Linked DNA regions of Macaca mulatta: region 1 is linked to region 2. The links are chromatin contacts, called in public Hi-C maps. All regions are on one chromosome and are shown on one strand. Each heading gives the region's core, a stretch centred on a gene start, on an enhancer-like site or on the middle of the called end of the contact. The rest is flanking DNA. Distances are from core to core; before and after follow the strand shown. Region 1 holds the start of HDLBP (high density lipoprotein binding protein). Region 2 holds the start of LOC114671465.

Region 1 (4,063 bases), core at 859-3,358, 48 kb after region 2:
TGCCCAGCCGAAAAGTCTATATCCTCTTAACCTCTGTATCTGCAGAACCCTTAACCTTACACAGCAATTTCCAGCAAATATTTTTTTGAATTGAAATGAAGAAGTGAGGCCATGAGGCTGAAGTTAGACAACTGGAAGGCCAAAACAACAAAACCTGGAAAAATACTTAATTACTCAAGAAGAAATTCTCCCACCAGGCCACTGAGAAGTTAGCTTTGCCCACTACAGAGGACACTGTGACAGGGATTGGATTAAGCCAAGTGGCGCTGAGGGACGGGACATAGGTCAACTACGTCTTAGAGGTACTCTCCTTACACTCAATGCACTTTTACCCCAATGACGTTAATTTGACTCATGATAAGATGAGCTAAGTCCCTTAAACAGTGCTTGGTATCAAGCAAAACTAATGGTAGTAACAGGAAAGTTTAATCCTCATGATGAATTATTTAACGGGGTTTCAAATGCTGTCCCTGAGACTTGAGGCAGTATAGGCTCCAGCTCCATTTTCTCCAAGTCTAAAACTCTTGATAGGTTGATGTTTCAGACCCAGAGATTCGGCAATTCAAACGACGGAAAGAATTCTTACCCAAACACTTTTTCAACTATTTTTAAATACTGTTGCCAAGTATCCTAATATCATGTGTACTTAATGAATTTAGCCTAGGGATACTTTTAGCTGTCCAAAAATCAAAATGTAAACCTAAGCACTACGTTTCATCCAGTGTTTCAGCATCCCAGATTTGCTTCCCTAAATGAACATTAAGCTTATTATGCAATGTGCCGCTACTAGGAGCCTTAGACAAAATCCTAATTGTGACTTAACCTATCTTAATAGGGTTTTAAGGAAGTTACCTGCTAAGAAAGTGACTGATTATCCTTAAGCAGACACCAAATAAATGTGAAGTCACTGCTTGAGGGCTTAGGGTATAGGGTAGCTATGAATCTGAGAACATAAAACGCAAAACTGAGGGGCAAATCGTCATGTTCCTGAAGATTACGACTCATCCACCTTCCTTCAGACGTTTCATTTGACCACAAGCACTGTTTAATAAGCAAAGTCCAAGTCGACTTCTTTCGATTTTACATGGCGTCCAAACACCATGTCAAGTCTGACCCTCTCATTTTCTAAGTCGAATGGAGAGGATATGTAGCAGCTAGCCCTGAGCACCTAATCCCTTTTCAAAGGAGCTACGCACAAAAATACCCTAGCAACATGCCACGGTGTCAGAAAGGCTCAGGTTCCCAACACCATGCGGGGCAGCCATTAGGAACTCAGGAAGTGCTTCCTCTAAGCGGGGGAAACCTAGGAAGGCTTCCTGAACGAGGGGTATTTGCGCCGAGCCTTGACGTGAGTCTCGGACAGTGGCAGTGCCTCCAGGCCACGCGGGAGGGAGGGAAGGACACCCCGGGCCGGGGCACAACCCGCGGGCCGGAGCCGCCCGCGCCCATCCCGCTCAGGCCGCAGCCAGGCACGGCACCCTCCCGTCCCCGAGCCACGTCGCTGCTCGTGGGCTTGCGGGGCACTCCCCAGGTCTCACCTCGGGCCCCACACCAGAAGGAGAAAGCTAGGGGCCGCGCCAGCTCCGCCCTCCCCCGCGGGGCGGCGGGCCCCAGCCCGGGCACAGGAAGGCCACGTCCCCGGGGAGGGACGCCCGACTCGATGGTCTGCGCAGGGCCCGTCGGCCCCACGTGACGTGCGCGCAGCCAATCCCGGAAAGGCCCCGCGATCATCGAGACGGCGGCGGTGATGGGCTAGACCAGTTTCGCGTGGCCGCTCGCCGTCCCCCGCCCAGTCGTCCTCGGCGCCCCAGCTCGGTGCTGCCGCCATCTTCCTGGAGGACAGGAGCAGAGGCGAAGGCTCCCCCTCCCCGTGATCGCTCCGCACTCCCGCCACCACCTGCCCTCCCCCGACCGCCTCTCTCCTCCTCAGTGGGCACCTGTCTCCTTCTAACAAACGGCCTTCCCCCGACTCCAGTTACCCACCGCAAGGCGAAGATTCTCATTACCTGTTCCACTCTTATTAGCATAAGAAAACCGAGCTCATAAGGTAGGAACTGTGGCGAAACAGGGACAAGCCGCCATCTTGGTAAAGGAGAAGAGGCTACGCTTGACCTCCCCCCCACCCCCAGACTCTATATGGCCAACCGCCGTGGGAGGAGCACGGCGCTTGCGCAGAGGCGGACAACGCGAACGAGTCTGGGCTTGCGCACTCGGAAGCCGGCCGCATGGGGGAGGGGAAGAAGGCCGGGCCGCGCTGAGCCAGGAAGGAGTTGGCAAAGGGGCGGGGTGACGCGGTGACGCAATCCGCCTGCGCGCTGGGCGGGACGGGGTGTGAGCCGGCCGCGGGCTCTGGGCGGGTCCGCGGTGCGGTCGGTCGGTGCCTATTCTCGGGCTGTTTGGCGGGTGAGTGTCTAGCCAGTGTACGCCGCCGTGGCGGGGGCACAAGTTGCGGGCCGGCCCTCCCGAGGAGGTGCGGAGGACGCCCCGCTCGTCCCATACCCTCCGGGGGTGGTCGGCCCGCCCTGGGGTGCCGGCGGGGCGGGGTGGGGGGAGGGGCGGCCGGGCCCGGGCTCTTCGGCCCCTATCGTGGGCTTCGCTGTCCCGGGCGGTCCTAGTGCCGGTGACAGTGGCTCCGACACGGGCAGGGCCGGGCGCGGGAGTGGGGATTCCGGTGACCCCCTGGCGACCCTAAGGGAATTCCACTGCGCGGTCGTCGGTTCTGGGCCTCGGGGCGTCGAGTGCCGCCGAGGTCGGGAGGTTTGGTGCTTGGAGGGAGGATACAGGTTTAGACCCGAGGAACACTTAGCGCTTGTGTGGCCATCTTGTCTTTCTAACGGTGCCATTTCCTCCCGGAGGCGTGGAGGACTGGCCAGCTCCCAAACCTCCAAGCCCATCGACTGGATGCGGCGGATAAGCGGGGAGAGAGCCACTAGGCCCTGCCTGCGGGTACCTTCGGCGAGGAGAGGCGACGAAGGGCTGCACCAGCGAGGCACGGACAGGCAGCAGGGGGTAGGGGATGGGGTTGGAGGCCGCCGAGTTTGTCCGGGGAGGAGAAGCAAACCTGTGGTCTCCATAATCCCAGTGAAGTCCCAACTGTGACCTGGCCTTCGGGCCCAGATAACACCTCGTTGGTTTTTTACGTTTTCGGTCTAATTCTTGTCGGTACCCCCAGACCCTCTGTCCACGCAAACGCATGACCCAACTGTACTGAACTTCTTGTAGTTCAAACTTCCACACTTCTGGCTATGGCCCAAAAACTCTTAAATCTGGTTACCTCCCACCTTAACTGCCTTCTCCTTACCTAGTCCCTGCTTGTGGGATTCCGCCCAAATTAGATTTCCTCCAGACAAGCTTAGGTGTTTGCCTCATGTTCCAGATGGTGTTTGTCCACTGGACTGTTGGTACCGTGAGGGGCAGGGCACATGTTAATATTGTCACCCATACCCATTGCCTCGGTTGGTGTCTGTCGCCTAGTAGATTCTCAAGTACTTTTCGAATGACTTAAATCGCAGTACTTGGCGATATATTTAGTGTTTCAAAATAGTTTTGCCGTCATAAAGAAAAATATGATGGTGTAGGGGTCATGAAAGCCGATTCTTGATACTTCTGATTTGAGCTTCATTGTTTTCACTGATTTTTTGATAGCTCCCATTAGTGGATTCTTGGCACCACCCAGCATCCTAACTCACGATGTGTACTGTTATGTCTCATTTTGGCATTGATCTCATTAGCTATAAAGGTTGTCCTGATTTTTTTTCCGCGACTTCCACCTTGATCTCTCTCACCAGTGCCACAGCCCAGAATAAAGAACAAGAGCGTTTTAATTAGACTAGATTTACATTCTGACTGACTTTTAAACTACCAGTGTGACCTAGGGAAAGGGGCCCGGGTTTCCCTCTATCATTCATAAATGTAACTCAGGGCCCCTTTTTATTCCCAATACCAGCATACAGAAACTGCTGTAAAAGAAAAAGTTGTGGGTTTTTGTTGCTGTTGTTTTGTTTTGTGTGTGTGTGTGCGCGCGCGTGTGGAGGAAAGGGAACACCGAAACTCATTTGGCAGC
Region 2 (3,972 bases), core at 1,039-3,538:
AAAAAAAACTCATGTTTTAAGAAAGTTGAAGAAATATAGCTGGTTAACTGTTCCCTCAAAAGTTGCCTGTAATGGAGGAGCTCATTCTCCACTTAAGGGCAGTCTGCACCCATTTCTCCACCCCAGGAGCCACAGAGACACAGTCTGCACCACCCCTAACCGCAGGGGTGGGGGGACCATGGAACCTGCCACCTGCCTGGCCCAGGCTCCAGGCACAGGTCAACGGCAGGATCACTCTCCTAACAGCGACCCTGGTTACTCTGTTGGTTTGCTCGCTGCACCTCTTCATGCTTACAAAACGCATCATGACAGTTGCTACAAGAAGTCAGCCAGTCTCTCTCTGTGAGGTGCATCCAGGCCCCAAACTAAACCACCCCCAAATCTCGACTTAACCAGGTGGTCGTCAGTGGTAGCTGCATGACAGGAAAAAGCAGCCTCAGTGCTTTGTAGCAACAGTAACAGACCCACAAACTGGGCTAAATGCCCTTGATCCACACTGACTGGTTATTCTCCTCCATTCTGTTTCCCAGGTGTGGGGCAGCACTCGCACAGCACTCACGCAGCAGAGGGAACCTGGCCCAAGGGCACACAGTTTCTCAGATTAACACAGCCACATTGCTCAGCAGGATATGGGCTCTGAAAGCCACAGCTCCCTTATTTGAAAACTGGGGTACATTCAGCATTCTGAGGTAGGAGTGTTAGCTTCCTCTCCGTCCCTCTCCCCAATGTCAGGTGAGCTCCCAACTACTACAGTGAGTAAGAACCCATTTTCTTTACACAACTATGCATCACTTACTGGCACAACAAGGCCAAGTAATAAGGAGCGAATTTTGCATAATTTTTATAACATAATTAAGACCTCTCCCCAAGTTCAAGAAAAGGCCTGCAATCCTAAAGAGAAGCAAGACCCCAATTCAGATAATACTGAATAAACATAATTCACATTTAAGAAATAAAAGATTAAAAACAGATGGAAGCCAGATGACACATCTAAGGGGCACATGTCTATAGATGGTTCCTGCTGGGAGGTGAAGCTATGGAGACATCTCTGACGAACCATGAGAAACTTGAAGGTGCAATATAAAGAAAGAAGGTACACACAGGACTAAGAAAATACGCAACCCTGTGCTCCCAGGTCCCACACACAGCCCAGGGGCAGGAAGTCTTCAGACAGGGTCACACTTACCAGCAAAACGGTCGGTAGCCAGAAAGTCCGTCCTGAGGCCGCCTCCGTCAGCCTGCCAGCTTTTGCTGGTATGGGATAGGAAGTGGGAGAGAAGAGAGAGGAAACCAGAGAAAAGTTACTTATCTACATTTTACAACCCAGATCTTTTTACCTCCCAATCAGAAAAGGTCAAGATATTACTTATGTTTTGGTTACACCAATATTCAGGCAAGTTTCTCAGAAGAAAAAAAACCATTAGCTTGAAACAAAACATATTACAATAAAACCTGAACCAGCTCCACCTTGCAGAGGACAACTATTCCAGGGACCTGAGGGAGTGATCCTCTAAGTGCCAAACTTCTAAACTTAACCATTTGGAAGTAAAATCCTCACAAAACCATTGGTGTTCTCCTGCATGGTTGCATCACCTTTCCTGTACCCAACACAACCCCTAGACGGCTGAACCAGAAGGGTTGTTGTGCTGGGCTCTGACCTACAACACAATGCGGACCTCAGGGGCTCTGCAGCGCTTATGGTGACCAAGAGCTACTGTCTTCAAGAATTCTCTGTATATTTTGCAGTTACTTTGTTCTTCTTGCTGTTATCCTGTAAAAGTCCTTCAGTCCTTTCTAATCCACTGGGGATTTAGAAACCAGGTCATAAAATCGCAGGATTGAAAGGAACCTTCAAAGGCTGTCTGGGGAGGACCAAGAACTCTGTGAAGTAGGAGGGTGAGTCACCTCGCCTTAGGGGACTCTGGAGAGGGGAGGCTGGCGACCACATGTGCTCCTCAACCACGAAAAGGTGGAACTGCTGACAGGAGTGAGGCATGTGTCTAAAATGGGAAAAGCAATGACAGTAACAGGAACGCCCCACTCAACTGGTGAATACTACTAACACCCTGAAAACAATCCTGCCCATGAGACACATGGGTCCAGAGTGGAGAAGGCAGTTCATGGCAACGGGGGTGCATCCAGTAGACTGGATTAAAAGGGTCTCGCCCTTCCAGCAGAGGATGTGGACTGGTGGTATTTCCGGATTCTAATCTTGGTCATGAGTTTTTTAAAAACTCTAAATACAGGGCTTGAGTCACACAGGGAACCTGTCACAAACCAGAGACACTATGGGGCCCCAGATGCACCAGACACACAGATGTACCCCAAGACTGAAGGGGAAAGGTAGGACAAACTGATCAAGAGTATTCCATTTAAAAGCATCACCAAAAAATTCTAGTTTGCAAGTTTTAAAGATTAAAGTAAGAAAATGTCTCCAAAGTGTCACAGTAGCACATTCACAACTTGGCAAGCGCTCCTTGAGATTCCAAGTGTCTGGCCAGTCTGGGAGCAAAATGGGGCAGGGCACTCTAGGCTAAGGTGCCCCAACAGGTATCCAATGACACTTGCCTCTGGTCTCCTGCATCCACCCTCCGCCCTCCCACTCTTGCTTGCTGACTATCCACCTGGCATGGTCTCTCACTCAAGGTTGTCCCGGGCTCCAATGTCACTTCTTAAATCCAGACACCCACCCCCTTATCAAGCCAGGTTCTGGGCAAGTCTCCAGTGCCCAGTGACAGCCACATTACAAGTCTGCAAAATGCAGTTCCGTCCATGTCAGCTCACACCGACTCTCCAGCACAGAGCTGTGATGAGCCAATCCCCACTGTGTACCTAGTGTCAGTCTCTTCTGAGACCACTCACACACCCTTCAGAAGCCAAGTCCAGCCAGACCCTATACTGAAAGGAGTCTCAACATAAGGGAACCTACTCCTGTGTCTGAGGGAGACCCTGGAGCAAAGCCTCTCATGTTCCTCAGGCGAGCAGAGACTCTCAGGCAGCCAGGTAAGGCAGAAGGCAGACCTCCAGAAAACTCCAGACTGGTTTGACGGGCGATACCGGGTACCTAGCCTCCAGATTCCAAATGGCAGTTTGTCAGAGCTCCTAACGAATGGTTCACAACTAGAGACACATTTAACATTTAGGGTTCTGGTATCATCTAAACAACTCAAAAACTTGTTTTTGAAAAATGCGTTCTAAGCAAGCATTTGATGACTCACATGTAAATGCAGACCCTGTCCCCACCTGAAATTCTGGGTGAGATTTTCTTAAAAGTCTGTCTCATTCTCCTTCTGTGCTCCCAATGCAGTGAGATGCAGCCCAAGGGTCCACCTGCCTCGGGTTCAACAAAGCAGCACCTAAGAAGCTGCCCCTACAGCTCCATGTCCACCCCGCACTGCTATGTCCTGCTAGCGGCTCTGCCTTCACAGACAACACCCATGAGCGTTTAATCCTGTGCCATGTGGATCTTCCAGCAACCCCAAGACAGCCGCAGGCTGAGTGTGCTCTCCACCCAGCAACTCCACTTGCTATCTGAAGGCCTAGTTACCAAAGAACAGAGGCTAAATATCTGGTTTCTCAGATTCTCATTGGATCTAACAATACTGCTCAAATCAGGATTGAAAGGAACCTCAGGTATTACTCTAATCCAATTTCTTAATACCACCAGAGAAAGGAAATTCGTGGACTTCTCAGGGCCCGGATCACCCCTGCATGGCTGTAAACGTTCCACCTCGTTATGACAAAATCTACAACTTCTTTCCCCTTTCTGGCCATGGAGAACAAGTCCACTCTCCTCCAAGGCTCCTTCTGGTAGGTGAGCCCTGTCTCCTGTCTCCTTCAGTCCCTCCCACATGGCCCCAGTCCCTTTGTGATTCTGCCTCTCTCCACTACTTTTCCCATAGGAAGCTCGGATCAATCACTGTCCAGGTCCACCAAATGCAAACTTCAAACTATCCTGAACCTGGACTTAAT

Evidence for each region. Hi-C and Micro-C count contacts between places; a contact is called where the count stands out from the background.
Region 1: a contact with region 2 is called in a Hi-C map of cortical neurons, with 2.1 times the contacts expected there. The contact joins the promoter of HDLBP here to the promoter of LOC114671465 in region 2. A contact is called at or near these places in 2 of 14 Hi-C or Micro-C datasets (CD4 T cells and cortical neurons).

Annotation. Positions count from the first base shown.
Region 1 is chr12:146,595,724-146,599,786 of T2T-MMU8v2.0, forward strand. It overlaps HDLBP (high density lipoprotein binding protein), which reads right to left and starts at 2,109. Exons shown (of 29, transcript XM_077958132.1): 1 at 2,007-2,109. It overlaps SEPTIN2 (septin 2), which reads left to right and starts at 1,792. Exons shown (of 13, transcript XM_015111559.3): 1 at 1,792-2,047.
Region 2 is chr12:146,547,785-146,551,756 of T2T-MMU8v2.0, forward strand. LOC114671465 reads left to right here and starts at 2,289. Exons shown (of 4, transcript XM_077956539.1): 1 at 2,289-2,343; 2 at 2,978-3,060. The coding sequence starts at 2,289. HDLBP (high density lipoprotein binding protein) reads right to left here. Exons shown (of 29, transcript XM_077958132.1): 3 at 1,187-1,251.